2 separate regions of the Zea mays genome follow, and region 1 is linked to region 2. Evidence: chromatin contacts called from public Hi-C data. All regions are on one chromosome and are shown on one strand. The core of a region is the stretch at or near the end of the contact, and the rest is flanking DNA. Distances in the headings are between cores, read along the strand shown.

Evidence for each region. A called contact is a pair of places that touch in the nucleus more often than the background predicts.
Region 1: a contact with region 2 is called in a Hi-C map of leaf, with 7 times the contacts expected there. The contact joins the promoter of LOC100382679 here to the promoter of LOC100191272 in region 2. A contact is called at or near these places in 3 of 25 Hi-C or Micro-C datasets (ear, leaf and tassel).

What each region holds. Positions count from the first base shown.
Region 1 is chr1:306,322,672-306,325,371 of Zm-B73-REFERENCE-NAM-5.0, reverse strand. It overlaps LOC100382679 (Outer envelope pore protein 24A chloroplastic), which reads right to left and starts at 1,277. Exons shown (of 3, transcript NM_001175403.1): 1 at 979-1,277; 2 at 509-892. The coding sequence starts at 1,176.
Region 2 is chr1:306,178,577-306,181,276 of Zm-B73-REFERENCE-NAM-5.0, reverse strand. It overlaps LOC100191272 (4-nitrophenylphosphatase), which reads left to right and starts at 1,416. Exons shown (of 11, transcript NM_001136706.1): 1 at 1,416-1,664; 2 at 1,782-1,849; 3 at 2,403-2,495; 4 at 2,573-2,644. The coding sequence starts at 1,565.

The DNA.
Region 1 (2,700 bases), core at 28-2,527, 140 kb before region 2:
CAACCAGACAACAGTTTCTATAAATAAAACATAGACATGGGATGTTTTCTATTGGTTTATTCTGAGACTTCTGTGCTCGATTGAAGATAATCCACTGGCTATAACATCCAAATTTTGCAGCATGGTATCTGTATGCAGGGCAATTAAAATGTTTGGAGGACAAAACCATATTCTGACTAGATGGCTCACTTCCCCCCCCCCCCCCCCCCCCCCCGGCACAACAAACAGGCTTTTCACATAATTTCAGGTTTAGGTGATGATTTTGGTGACCACAGCCTTTACATCCAACGATTGTGCATACCCAATTTCAATTAATACCCACCCTCCATGCTTGCATTTGCACGGTTTCATGTCGGCATGTGATGTGGGAAGCAACACTACAGTAGGAAAATAGAAGCATGCATTTGATTGCCTAGAAAACCGGATAAGAATTCCTCGTTTCTGAAGCCGCAGAATTAATCAGGAATCATGATCCTACTATCGAGGCACAGATTGATGAAACACAAACCTTCAAGGAACCGCCGGCGATGGAGTCCCTGCTCCACTCGAGGCCGAGCAGCTTGGTGGTGGCGGCGTAGGTGCCCTTGACGGCGTCCCCTCCCGCTAACTTCCTGGTGACGGCGAACTCCCAGGCGTTCTTGTTGGTGTCGAAGAGGGGCTCGATGGTGGTGAGGCGCTCGACCCCGTGCGCGTAGGTGTACTTGACGCGGCAGCCGCCGGACCCGAGCGTGTGGGAGAGGCTGACCTTGTTGGCGGGGTCGAAGGTGGCAGTGCAGTCGAGCGTGGTGCGGGAGGGCGGCGCCGGCGCCGCAAGGCTGGTGGAGTGGGTGTAGGTGAGGCTGACGCGCTTGTCGAGCACGAGCGCGGATTTCATGAACTGGAAGCGCACATCCTGCGACACAGATAGCCGCCGGTAGGTGAGGTGAGGAGGGGCAGGATGAGGAGGTAGGTGGAGACGCCAAGGAGACGACGGTTTACCTGGTTGTGGGGCTTGAGGTCGACGAGGAAAGCTCCAGGCTTCTCGAGGGTGAGGGTGAGGCCCCGGAGGGAAGGCCCGTTGGCGAAGACGGCCTCGGTGGCAGAGGCCTTGAGGCGGAGGTCGCCGGCGGGGGCGGCGAGGCTGGTGGCGGCCGTGGCCTTGTCGCCCTCGTAGCGACCCTTGAGCGTGGCCTTCATCTCTCCCCTCCCAATCGAGTCTGGCACTGGCGTGGGAGTCTCCGGCCGCCGCTGCTGACAGTGCCTTGTGTGGTGCGCTGAGTTGTCCTATCTCCTCCGCGTCTTCCGCCCTTTGCATCGCACCAGTCGCCACCGCCGCCGTACCCGGACGGAGTCCTTGTCCTTGCTGGGCTCCGCCGTGCGCCTCCTGGGCCTGGGCTCCCTACCTACCTACCTACTTACCCCATGTTGCTACATGTGGTCCGGCTCAATCCTGAAAGGGGTTGTTTTTGCCACGGTAATTTTTAGTTTTTTTATAAATCAGTCCCCATCAACTTTATCGCCATTTGAGTCATCAACTCAGACTAGTCTTTTAGGCTGGCTACCGTGGTTGCTCCATCACCACCCTATAAGTTGCAGTAACCTCCTCTCTCCCCCTTCATCTAAGGTATTCTCTCACCTCCTCCTAAATCTGTTTATACTCTAAATTACAAATTAAACACAAAATTAATGTTTATGTATAATTTTAGACTATAATAAATACATATGTTAAAAATATAATTTAAAATATATTAGGAATACATTGTATTATGTATAGAAGGATGAATTTAGGGGAATCGTTGTGGTGATTAGGATTTAGAGAGATAGAGGGTAGACAAAAGTGAGATATATGGATATGATATACGGGGGACCGTTGTGGACATCCTTACCTTCTTGGGTTCAAGAGAAGAACTTAGCTAGGCACTTGGAGGTCTAGGGGGTCGGTTAGCGAGCTATTTAGGAAAGTGATTGGGACCTATTTTGTCATCACCATTTAATTACCCTATCATGACTTTGCGGAGGAAAGTGATGTTCTAGTATCTATATGAGTATGAAGAATGCTCCAAACAAGATCAATGACTTTAAGAAAAACACAAGAGTTATTGAAGGTATTTCAGGATGTGGCTCAAGCGGAGAGTAGGCTTCTGACAAGCACCATTTAGGCCAATTTCAAATGAAAGAAAAGATTTAACAGAACTATGTTCTAGCCTCTAGCATGGTTATGGGCTCGATTTGGATAGGGAAGGATCAATATTTGTGTCGTACTCACATGCATAATTTGCCTTATCATGTAGAAGTGGCACTCGAGGTTGAGTCTAGATTGCTAGATACATAAACTACTACGAGGCCAAGAGTTTTCAGTTCCTAATTCTCTTTGTTTTGGAGGAGATGACTTCAATGTGCTTTGGAAAATATCTTGCATCCACTCATATCGAGGTGTAAAATGTTGATATAGAAACTCTAAAAACTAATGGATCATGGAAGCTGAAGCACTATAAAGTATTTTTTATGAAGCGGTTGAGGAAGGAGAGGTAAAGTAGAGTTATAGAATCTGAAGCACCAATTCAGTAAAATGATTGAGTCCTTAATAATGGATCGAGTCTATATACTTAGGGGTTGCATGATAGAGTTGGGGACTCGTCCAGAAGATAGAACAACTCAGACACAAATAGTTCAAGACATTAAAAAAGATTCAAAAGAAGATTCTCATATGCGTGAGTCAAT
Region 2 (2,700 bases), core at 167-2,666:
TATACAACAGCGCAGATGTATGCTACAGCATGGCGATGATGACCATAATATAACACAAGCTAGCGCCCGCACACACACAGTGTGGTGGTGGCGATGCCCAGATCTTTTTGATATCCCCAAGAAACCTAACAACTAGATACAAATCAATGTCATCACGTTCGTCGTTAAAGATCTGCGCTAGGGCAGCGACGGTCGGGGAAGCGAGCTCGACGTCGACGGTGATGTAGTTCCCGTTGCTGACAGCATCACTCTAGATCAGTCTAGGGTGTGAGGTGGGAAACTGTAGACGATACAGTGACTGCGAACCTCTTGTCGAGCCGTCAACTTCCACCTCTCTATTTATAGGCTGCGCATCAGGGGTCCACCAACCTCCACCAACCTCGTCTTGGTGTAGACGCCCCCGATCAGGGTGTGAGGTCAAGAGCCCAGTTCTCCGTTGGGCTAACTGGTGAAGATTAATTCCAACATTCTCACCCTTGATTTCATCTTATACTTTCAACTTTATACCTTTTATTTTTTTCATATTCCATTACAGATTAGTGTGTAGAGCATGCTTCATTCACGGTCAATCGTCGATAGACTTAACAGCTACAATACGCATCTCTGGTCTGAAACAGATATTTTAACTTTGGGTCCTTTTATTGCCCAAAAAACATATGCTATACCATAAACCTATTGTTGACTGTGAACGCACTGGGTGGTAAGCCTTTGGTAAGAGGATCCGCAAGCACTTGCTTGTTACTTATATGTTCAATATTTTAGTATGATTCTGGACTTTCTCCTTACAACATATAACCTTGTGTCAAGGTGTTTGGCAGCACACTTAACCCGTTGTCATATGAGTGAACTATTTAAATGATTATTGTTGTTGTCAACCATTATCAATTTCGGGTACAACTTCTCTTAACCATTTTGCTTGTCCCTTAATTAGGTGTGTTGTCTCAGTTTTGAAACAGACGAAAAGGATGAGTAGGAGCGATTTGGTGAGGCAAATAGTCGGTGATAAGGTATTGGTTTGTTAAACCATTTTTGGTTTCACCTATCTAATAGAAAAAAGAGAAGTGTTTTTTTTTTCTAAAAGCCATGTAAAAATAATGTTTGGTACAATTTCTCCATCTATCTACTATATAAAGCATCAACTTCTATGGTTTCGTAGTCGTTGCGCGTCACTCTTCTCCTCCTCGTTTTATACAAAAATAAGGTAAAATTATGCACAAGTGAAGGTTGAAACTTAAGTTGTCTACATATTCACTCACATAACCAATAGAACATATATATTTTGTGTTTTATTAAACATGAAGCAGCTGAAGTCGCTGAAGAGAAGCCTCGCCAAATGTGCACTAAATCCAACCCAATTCTGTTGGGCCAAGTTCTTTACCACTACCGGCCCAGACACCTAAACGATGACACAGCGTGCACCCACCACCACCAGCGCCGAGCGCCGGCCGCGATACCGTCGTGTCCCCCTCCCCACCGCATTAGCGCCGGCCGACAAAATTACTAGGTGCTTAATTTAACTACTAGTGGCCCTAGGCGTGAAACTTCACCAGCTCCGCCACTGCCCATGGCCAACGGCCGTCCGGACCCTCGCTGCGTCGTCCTCACCGCCGACACTGCCCGATCCCTCGTAGATTCCGTCGACGCCTTCCTCTTCGACTGCGATGGTATCTGATTGTTCACCTTTCTCCATTTTGTTTGTCTGTTTTTTTTTCTTCGCTTCAGATTTTGACCCCTGCTTCGCTCTGACCGGTAATTCTAATTGCTTCTCTGAATTTGTCTAGGGGTCATTTGGAAGGGAGATAAGCTCATTGAAGGGGTCCCAGAGACGATGGAGCTACTGAGGAAACTGGTATGGGAACATCCCTTTATTACTATTTAAGTATTGAATTCGTTTCCTCATTTTCAATAGTTCAACTGTCAGGCAAATAAATGCCAAATGATCAAAACAAGTACATAATTAAGGGCTAGCTTGTTTTGTCGTGCCTTAAAAAAAAAAACTGGTTCTAGATTGATTGGGGCTTTGAAGAATCTGGTTCTCCAAAGTTGCATCTATTTAAGCTAAAATAGAGACAGGCAGTAAGTGCAACCACACCACACCAGGCACCAGATACCGTAATGAAATGAAAATCATTGACACTACTACTACTACATTGCTTTAAAGTTATTCTGGTTTTGTTCATCTACATAACTCCTGTCTGAAACAAGGATAATAGGCCTATATCTTTTTTCTATGTGAATTCTAGCATGATGAACTCACCTCATTAACCAAGATGTGATCTTTGTTGCGCCATTATTTAAGACATTGCTCTAGTACTCGGTGGCTTATTGGTTTATAGAAAAAGGTATATACAGATTATGAAATTTATTAATTGAGTAATAGTGCATGTATTGGCTTGGTGCAGGGAAAGAAATTAGTTTTTGTAACAAACAACTCTAGAAAGTCGAGAAGGCAATACTCAAAGAAATTCAGATCACTTGGACTTGAAGTTACTGAGGTATGTTTTGGTCTGAGCGGAGACTCTTCCAGTAATAAATTTGTTTTGTATTGTAATCATTTGTTACTTTGTTGTAGGAAGAGATTTTTACATCATCGTTTGCGGCAGCCATGTTCTTGAAGTTAAATAATTTTCCTCCAGAAAAGAAGGTATCATAAATTATTGTGATGTTCTTTCCTTTTGTTTTATGTGAATGACTTATGAT